2 separate regions of the Zea mays genome follow, and region 2 is linked to region 1. A link is a contact called in public Hi-C data. All regions are on one chromosome and are shown on one strand. The core of a region is the stretch at or near the end of the contact, and the rest is flanking DNA. Distances in the headings are between cores, read along the strand shown. Region 1 holds the start of LOC100283318 (xyloglucan endotransglucosylase/hydrolase protein 15). Region 2 holds the start of LOC100304314.

Region 1 (4,276 bases), core at 763-3,262:
GGGACGCCCTGGGTGACCTGTCGACTCGGAGCACCATTAAGATCCCTTCCCCCAGGGGACGAGATCTAGATTCCAGCAAAGAGGAGGAAGACGACCCTATTGCCAGGTCGCGGACCGTCCGGCCCAGAGCTGCGGACCGTCCGGCGTGACGCAGGGAAGACACCGCTCCTGCGCCCAGATCGCGGACCGTCCGGCCCTGTGCCGCGGACCGTCCGCGCCTGACCAGAGAGCACCGCCGCCGGTTCTTGTTGAGTGATTGGCGCCCGAAAAATGTGTCAACATAACCGAACAAGCTCTTAAGAAAGTTTTTTAGCCACAAAACCTTATCCGAAGATGTTGCATAGTGAAAAGGTTATGCGAAGTTGATCATAAAATTTGTTTAGTAAAAGCTAGGCTGAGAAGTTTGTTCTAAAAAGAGATGACACGCAAAGCTACAAGTGCCCGTAGTATCAAGGAACTTGCTCTGGTTTCCCGAGGAAAGGAAGGAACATTCATGTCTGGCCAGAATAAATCTCAACAAGCTGCTGGTGCTGCTTCATTGGCCAACCTCTGAAACTAAACTTGGGTAGTATAAACATAAACGATTGATTTTAAACGAATCTCTTGCGACCAATCAAATGAATTAAATTATAGTACTAGAGTATTCTTTCACACCAAAGAATCGATCGATCGGTATAAATAATGAATTGACCCGTGCGTCGTATATAGTGTGCACTGATCGACATCGCAATCGAAGTGCACCGTGGTTCAGCCCAGCACCTCTATACGCCGACTACGCCATGGAGCACTCAGGCGGCGCGCCCTGCGAGAAGCGCTTGGTGTCGGCGCAGTAATCGTAGACCATGTAGTTGTCCCGCGCCCACTTCATGGCCTGCTGCGCCTCCGCGTCCATCTGCTGCCCGTACTGGCCGGCCGCCGCCGTGGCCGGCGGCGCGGCCGTGAAGTTGCGGTACTGCGCCACGAAGGGGGCCCGCGACCAGTCCGTCTTGACGCGGCCGCCCTGCGTGGCCCAGTCCTCGGCGTCCCACAGCGAGCCGTAGAGGCGCATCCGCTGCGACGACGGGTACGGCACGCCCCGGTCCGCGTGGTTCTTGAACTCCCGGATCGGCGTCCCGTCCACCAGCACGCTGCATGCGACGGATAGTAGGGTAGCGAAGAAGAATGAGGATTATTGGCTGACTGATGCTGAGTCGCTGCTGATCGGCTTCGGCCAAATGCTGGAATGGTGATGGTAGTAGTAGTAGTTCTGAAACTTACAGGATGTGCTGCTGCGTCCACTGGATGGAGTAGGTGTGGAAGTCGGCGGTGGGGTCGAACCAGAGGTGGAACTGTTGCTCCCTGCTGCCGTTGCCGCTGGCGTACACGTTGGTGTGCAGCGTGTACGGCTGCCCGCTGGCGTTGCCCAGGAACTCGAGGTCGACCTCGTCGTGGACATCCCACGGCCCCTCCGAGATGAACTGCATGCACCCGTCGTCAGAAACCCGTTGGCAGCTGGTGGCGCTCTGGTCAGCTCGGACGTGCATGCGTTGCTGAACTGAAACTGGAAGGCCGAGAAAGAAGAGAAGAGAAGGAAGCTTACGTAGAAGGTGGTGACCGTGCCGGCGGAGTTGTCGGGGACGAGCTTGATCTGCACGTCGGCGCGCGCGAAGAGGTACGTGTCCTTGGAGCGGAACCCGGAGCCGGAGGTGCGGTCGAGCGACAGCGTCAGCACCTGGCCATCGGGCGAGACGCTCCCGCGGCCGTCGCCCCACGTCACCTCCAGCCCGTCGTCCACCCTGCCCGCCGCCGCGCCGGCGGTGCAGAGCCCCAGGAGCAGCGCCAGCAGCGCGCATGCCCTCGAGCTAAACGCGCTCGCCATTGCTCAAGCCTCGCTCGCACCGGCTCAGCCTTTTTTTTCAGTAAAAAAGTATATATGTATCTAAGGCAGGAATGTGTAGTATATTCCTGTGTGAGGTGAAGGGAAGGGTAGCACAGGCAGCCGAAGAGATGGATCGGAGATGGTGGTGATGGATGCTGATGAGATGGGGCACAAGGCTTATATAGAGTCCGCGCGGCGGGCAGGCAAGGAATGGCCGGGATGAGGACGGAAAGAATGAATCGATCGACGCGCTCATGCATGTAGATGTAGGACAGGGCAGAGCAGAGCAGAGCGCGGAGGCTGCTGAGGCGCATGTTCGCGTCTCGTTCCTGGAGTCCGGCTGGCGATGCGCGGACGACAGCGAGGCTGCTGTGCCTGCCTGTCGCCGTGCTGCTGTGCCTGTGCGGGTGCAGTGCAGCCGCGCGCGCGAGACGACGACGGTGGGGTCAGTCAGTGCATACGATGCGAGGGCGGCGACCGGTCCCGGTGCCGAACGCACGGGGGACATGAGTTCTTCGGAAAGGAGGGCCACGCGGGTTTTCTGAATCCCGGTCGTGTTCCTTTGGCCGCGTTGTACAGCTAGCTGACTGCCGGTGCCGGACGACCAGACAGCTCACAGCAGACGTCGCAGGAAGCAGCGGCGGCGGAAGCCGGGCCGGGCGCCCAACCAACCAACCAACCACCGGCTTGAATGCCGCGCGCGGCTGGCTGCCAACTGGAAGCCACGAGCATGACTTCACCCGTGGCCGTGGGGCGTGCCGTGGATGAGCCAACCAACGTGCAATGTGCCTCCTAGTACTAGTAGTCGGTTTGCTAGGAATTCTTGCTGCCGATATGCTCGTGTGGGCATCGGTTACAAACTGACCAATGCCTGTCCGCCACAGCAAGCATCATGCATCGAATCAGATCAGCACGAGATCGGGCGGTTCAGAGTGATAATTTGAACGTGAACAAATTACAATCTGTCAACTTGATTGAGTTTATAATTTCCTGGGGAATGCTCGTTCCTGCTTGTCATCTCTGAGCTCTCGTGGCCGTGGGGCACCGACCAGTTTACCACCGGCCCGCTCAACTGGCCACGCCGGTGAGGCGGTGACGGTTACCCAGAACTTCAACGCTGCCAGCTGCGTGGGTGGAGTCTTTTTGGGTTTGGACCTCTGGTCGTGATCGGCCGCGTTTCCTATTCCGGCCGCATGCTATGCTTTGGGCTTTTGGCCCGTATCGCAGGGTCGGCGCGTAGTCCAAGCCTTGGTAGGACCTGCGAAGCTACGAGCAGTGTACCATCTCCTTCCTTTTTCTCTTGTTTTTTTTCCCCACTCACCTACTCCACGAGCTAGAATGTGAATCAGAGGACGCGTGGCATGCTCCTAAACCTTGCATCTACAATAAAATGAAGCCACGATAACACCGGGTACATGTCCTATGAACAGCAAGAAGAAAAAAATCTATACCGTTTTGTCTCTCGGGAGCGTATATCTAGTTTTAGCTTCTACGAGTATTTTCGTCTTTTCTCATGGACATGTGGAAGGTTGGGTGATTGTCTCCTGCGGTCCAGCCAACCCTAATCATGCCAAATGCTTGAGGAGGAGTAGATATTAGTAGAGAGAGTTGAGTACCTCTCCAATTTCTTTTATGCAGCATTTTTCTCCCCCCTGCTATCTCTGGTTTTTTTCTTTTATTGTGATTAATGACCTATTTGGTGGATTTTTATTCTTCATTTTTGGCTGCGACTTGGGGGTGTGAGAAGACTTCTTATTCATCAATTGATTTAATGTCCTCAAGCTCTTTAGTTTTGGTTTCTCCAAACTTCCCATTTCATTGGGTTCCTGAATTTCTTTGAAATGTGTGCTATAATTTCGATATTTTGAGGTATTTTTCTTTTAAAAAAATAGACTGTCCATGGTTTTGTGAGTACGTGCCTCAAATTTTGTGCCTGTCAGATTTGATTTGTTTGGATTTGATATTTTTCATGGAAATCTGAACTACAACGTGTTCTGTATCGTTTCTGAAACTATGGCTCATAGTGACAACAGCTAGCCTGCTCTCCTTCAGATTTGCAGTCTAGTTAGCGGTGCCTTTCAGAGTCCGTGTGCTGTTGCTGTGAAGCTATCCAGTTCATTTGTTGGGTTCAGTAGACTCTGCAGCTTGATCATTTGTACCTTCAGTTCTCTTGAGCTCTGCATTTGTGCTTCCGCTCTGCTCTGAGTACTTGTGTTTCTACAGGGGAATAAATTGATAGCTGCACTCTTTTTTCTTTAGCGACAACATCAAGTAATTGATACCAACGGGAAGAAGCTATTTGTCTATGGGCCCTGTTCACTTTCAGCCCAATACGAAACCAACAATACGGAATCAATAACATATTTTACGCAGCCCAATACGAAACCAGCTATACTTGGCCTCGCGTACGATGTGCAT
Region 2 (4,276 bases), core at 1,194-3,693, 160 kb before region 1:
AAGTAGTAGCCTAAAACTATAATGGAAAGTTCCAACGATCAAAAGGGTAACTCACCTGGGAGCTAACAGGATATTTTCTGGCTTCAAATCACAATGGATGATTCCAGCTTCTCTCATCACAACCATGGCATCCAATATCTAAAAGCATAAACAAACACAATTTGGTAATATAAAAGTAGATAATGGGCATTCATATGATACAGATATTTCACCTGTTTTGAGAAGGCTTGAACATATTTCAATTTCAGACCTCTTAAGTGATTCCTTTTGAGCAGTTCATATCTGAAATGGGAGCATGCAGTGTGAAAAAAAAACTAAGATGAAGCTGCTAGGCAAAAAAGTTTTAAGAATTCAGCTTACAGGTTTTGGCCAAGCATCTCAAAAGCTATACACAAATGGTTTTGAAATGACAGATAATCAAGCATACGGACAATGTTATGCTGATCATCAGGATCAAATTTCTGATTTAACTGCAAGTACATCCGCAATCTTAATAGTTAGTGACTTAGTGTACCTATTGAGCAAAACGAAGTTAAGTTTCTAATGAACTATCATACCGTTCTTAATAGTGAAACCTCCATGATAGCTTGATGGTAAAATGCAGGCTGGTTTTTTATCACCTTCACAGCAACATAGTCGTTAGTTTCTGTGTCCCAGCATTTAACTACTTGACCAAAAGTTCCCTGCCCAAGCATTTCCTTGACAATAAACCTAAGTACAATAATAACAAGGTACAGTTCAATATCATGAAACAAGCAAATATGGCACAGCTAAAACCAAGTAAAAAAAGAATAACCTTCTGTTCGACATCTTATTAACCAACTCCAAGTTGACATACAATATGAGATCCCAATTTGCATTGTCAAGCCCATCGTTGTGGGCTGGGGTAGAGGGATTCGTGAGGAAACGTTTTGGATTTAGAACCTCTGAGTACTTAAACTCGGGATCACATTGTAGATATGTCTGAATGATGCCTGCTGTTAATCTCGCAACAGACTGCATTATAAAAAGAGTCAGTGAACACTAGAGCATTAAAAGTAACAGAAGATAATATCACATGAAAGGAGAGTTTCTACAATAGAACAGAACATTACACATACACACAAGGAAGAAACCCATAACAATATGTCACAGGCAATTGCTGATTGATAGAAAGAAGGGTTTCTACAGAACAGAACATCAACATAAACATACACAAAAAGGAAGAAACACATAACAATATATCACAAGCAAGTGTTGTGAGATACTGGTTTGGTTGTATGATACTGGTTTGGTCTTGCTCAGATCCTCATCAAGTCTGAAAAGAGCTACCCAAAACACTCATTAACTGCACAATAGCGAAGGAATATGCTAAAGCAACTAGAGGTCAATACTACATCCTAGAACATTCTTACCAGATACACTAGTCAATGTTATTTAGCGTTAAAAATCTTTCGTTCTCAATTTGAAATCTCACTGCAATTGTATGCACTATGCAGTTTAATAATTTTACATGAAACCATAACACATGAGTCCATCGACGAATCAGATATTGTTCCACTCTTATGATCAGCCTATCGGTTTCAGTTAGACCAGGAAAAGGTTGAATAGAACCTATCCACAAGCAAGCACAAGCAACCAATCAAACAAGAACTTGACGTGACAGTCAAATGATCAGCCTATCGGTTTCAGTTGATCATCAATCAATGCTAGAGAAAAGGGAATTCAGCTACACTAACATGCTACTTCCTCATAATTCCCATGAATTTGATGGTGTCGAAGCAACACAGCTACTTCCTCATAATTCCCATGAATTTGATGATGCGGAAGCAACAGAGCAAGGGGTTGAGAACAAGCCATACCGGTTTCCGCCTGACCCCATGAAGGCTGCTGACGCGGGCAGCAGCCCCATTGGCGGAGGCCGACGGGGACGCCTCCGGCGGAGAAGCGGCCGCCGCAAAACGGCCGAACGCCGTGGAGTCGCTCGGCCTCCACGGCGGCGCCGCGTCCTCCCGCTTTCCGCAGCTGCCGCCACTCTCCTCCATACCCAATCAGCTAGATCACAGCTCTTGAAGCTCTTACTGAAGAGAACCTTCGCCTCCACCTCCAATCGCGACGATCACAGCATTCACGGGAGCAACCGAGCAGCGGCCGGAGGAATCCAGCTCCATCCTATGCGGCGGCGGCCATTCCAATGCTCCCTGATCCAACTCCTCTCCGGTCAATCGGAATTGGGGCAAGGACGGACGGCCAAGCCGGCGGGGATATCTACTACAGGTTGGACTGGACTGGACGCCGGATTTGGGATCCCTCTGTAGGATTAGGGATTTGGGATTGGGTCTGGACTCTGGAGGAGGACCGCCGCGTGCAAGAGAGAATCAACAACAGTCGCAGTCCAATCCAATCCCCTCGTCGATTTCTTCCTTCCTCGCCTCTCTCCGCCTGTATTTTCTTCTATTCTTTCCTTGCGGGCAAGATATACTTCCAGATTTAATTAGCTGTGAATCCCATTATTAAATAATTAACGAGACGATAATACGAGCCTGCGCCTATATACCTAGAAACTGTCATATTTTATATTTTTATTTATTCATTATTCCTACTGCTGACTGCGCCGTTCTGTCTCACTCTCAGCTGCGCCATGTGCCGTGCCGATGTGTCTCTCTGCGAGTCCCCCCACAAACCACCACCAAATGAATCCCACTGTATAATCCAATTTCAATTTTACAAAAATCATCCAACCAAATCATTCTCGTACCACAATCTCTACTAAATTTATAAAAACAAATTACATTGAAACTTAATACACCACTAAAATCAACGGTTCAAATCACTAGATAATCATTATATCTTATCTACTCAAATCCAACCTCTCCCTCACCCCTGTCCTTGCCGCCCCCTGTTGTTCACTGCCGCCACCAATGGCAACCTCTCATATTACATTGTTGCCGTCATCCCCTCCTCTCTATGGAACCGTACCGTTGCTAGGTTGCTAACAAATTATCTTATGTTATTCTCCCTTCATCTCAAAGTATATTACTTTTTAGCCCTTTATTTTTCATCCATATTGAAAGAAATCATAATGAATATATGCATACATACAACTATATTCATATGTTAATTAGTGAATATATGTTTAGTCTAAAATAAACTATATTATAAGAATGAGGGAGTATCTCGTTCTTTTCCAACGGTGTGTTCTATATCTCCTAATCTACATATTAAAGATATTTTTCTATATTAGATGTATATATTTTATCATATTATCGAATATCTATATACATTAGTGTCTTTAATCCGTGGTTTAAGCTCTGAAAATAGATGGATACTCTGTATAGAAGATGGAGCGGTGACGTTTCAGAGAACAGGGTTTACTTCTAACGGTCGGCAATATGCTGCGAGGTGGGAAACGGCGAGATGGGCGGCCCCGCGTGTCATAGACATGTAGCTCACGTGACGGAGGGTGGTGTGGTGTAGCGCCCAAGGGCCACGCAGAGTTGCGTGGAGCACACATGCCATTGACGTGTACCGTATGCCATTGGCTGCTCGAGCCAGGGACACATTCAGCGGGCGGAACTCGAGCCCGTACCGCTTCGATTTCGTACATTGTTTTGTTGACTGTATTTACTGGTAATTGCGGATGCAATGAGTTAGTGTTTGGTTGTTGTCAACTAGGTTCTACGCGTATGAGGTGTGTGTTTGGTTACCTGCGTGCAGATGTGGAGTCAGGCTCGCACGATACTTAAAGCACCCTAGGCCAGGCTCTCCAAGCGCGAGCAAATTGGTCGCATATCTGGAGCCAGGCTCCCGCCGGCCTGTCTCATGCAGCCAGACTACCGGGAGAAGCCAACCAAAGAAGCGGTAGAGTCACGGGCTCACTTAGGCCGTGTTTGGTATGGCTCTAGAGCAAAACTCCAAGGAGGAGCTGGCCAGAGCATGTCAAACACTCTAACTCCAGAGTTGTAAACTCTATGGAGTTTTTGAAGTTGCAGTACAATTTTTTGGAGCACCTCTTTTTGCTGCTCTGAAAACTCCAAAAAAAACAACCTAACCATGGAGCAGAGCTGCTCCACCCAATCATGGAGTTTAGACCACCGGTTATGAGAAACAATTTAAACTCAGGAACAGAGTTGCTCTACCCAGAGTTTTGGAGTAGAACTGCTTTGAGGTGGAGCAGAGCCATACCAAACACGCCCTTAATCTGAGGGGGTGTTTGGAACCGCTTCGCTTTACGAAATCTAAATTGGCCCCACAAAAACATAGTCAAACACCTCCAGCTTTACCACCTCAGCTTCAA

Evidence for each region. Hi-C and Micro-C count contacts between places; a contact is called where the count stands out from the background.
Region 2: a contact with region 1 is called in a Hi-C map of bundle sheath, with 1.9 times the contacts expected there. The contact joins the promoter of LOC100304314 here to the promoter of LOC100283318 in region 1. A contact is called at or near these places in 4 of 25 Hi-C or Micro-C datasets (bundle sheath, ear, leaf and 1 more).

Annotation. Positions count from the first base shown.
Region 1 is chr2:12,340,358-12,344,633 of Zm-B73-REFERENCE-NAM-5.0, reverse strand. It overlaps LOC100283318 (xyloglucan endotransglucosylase/hydrolase protein 15), which reads right to left and starts at 2,012. Exons shown (of 3, transcript NM_001156220.2): 1 at 1,580-2,012; 2 at 1,258-1,457; 3 at 551-1,127. The coding sequence starts at 1,858. The coding sequence ends at 773.
Region 2 is chr2:12,500,757-12,505,032 of Zm-B73-REFERENCE-NAM-5.0, reverse strand. It overlaps LOC100304314, which reads right to left and starts at 2,443. Exons shown (of 18, transcript NM_001361403.1): 1 at 1,842-2,443; 2 at 797-996; 3 at 558-711; 4 at 361-470; 5 at 213-282; 6 at 56-138. The coding sequence starts at 2,024.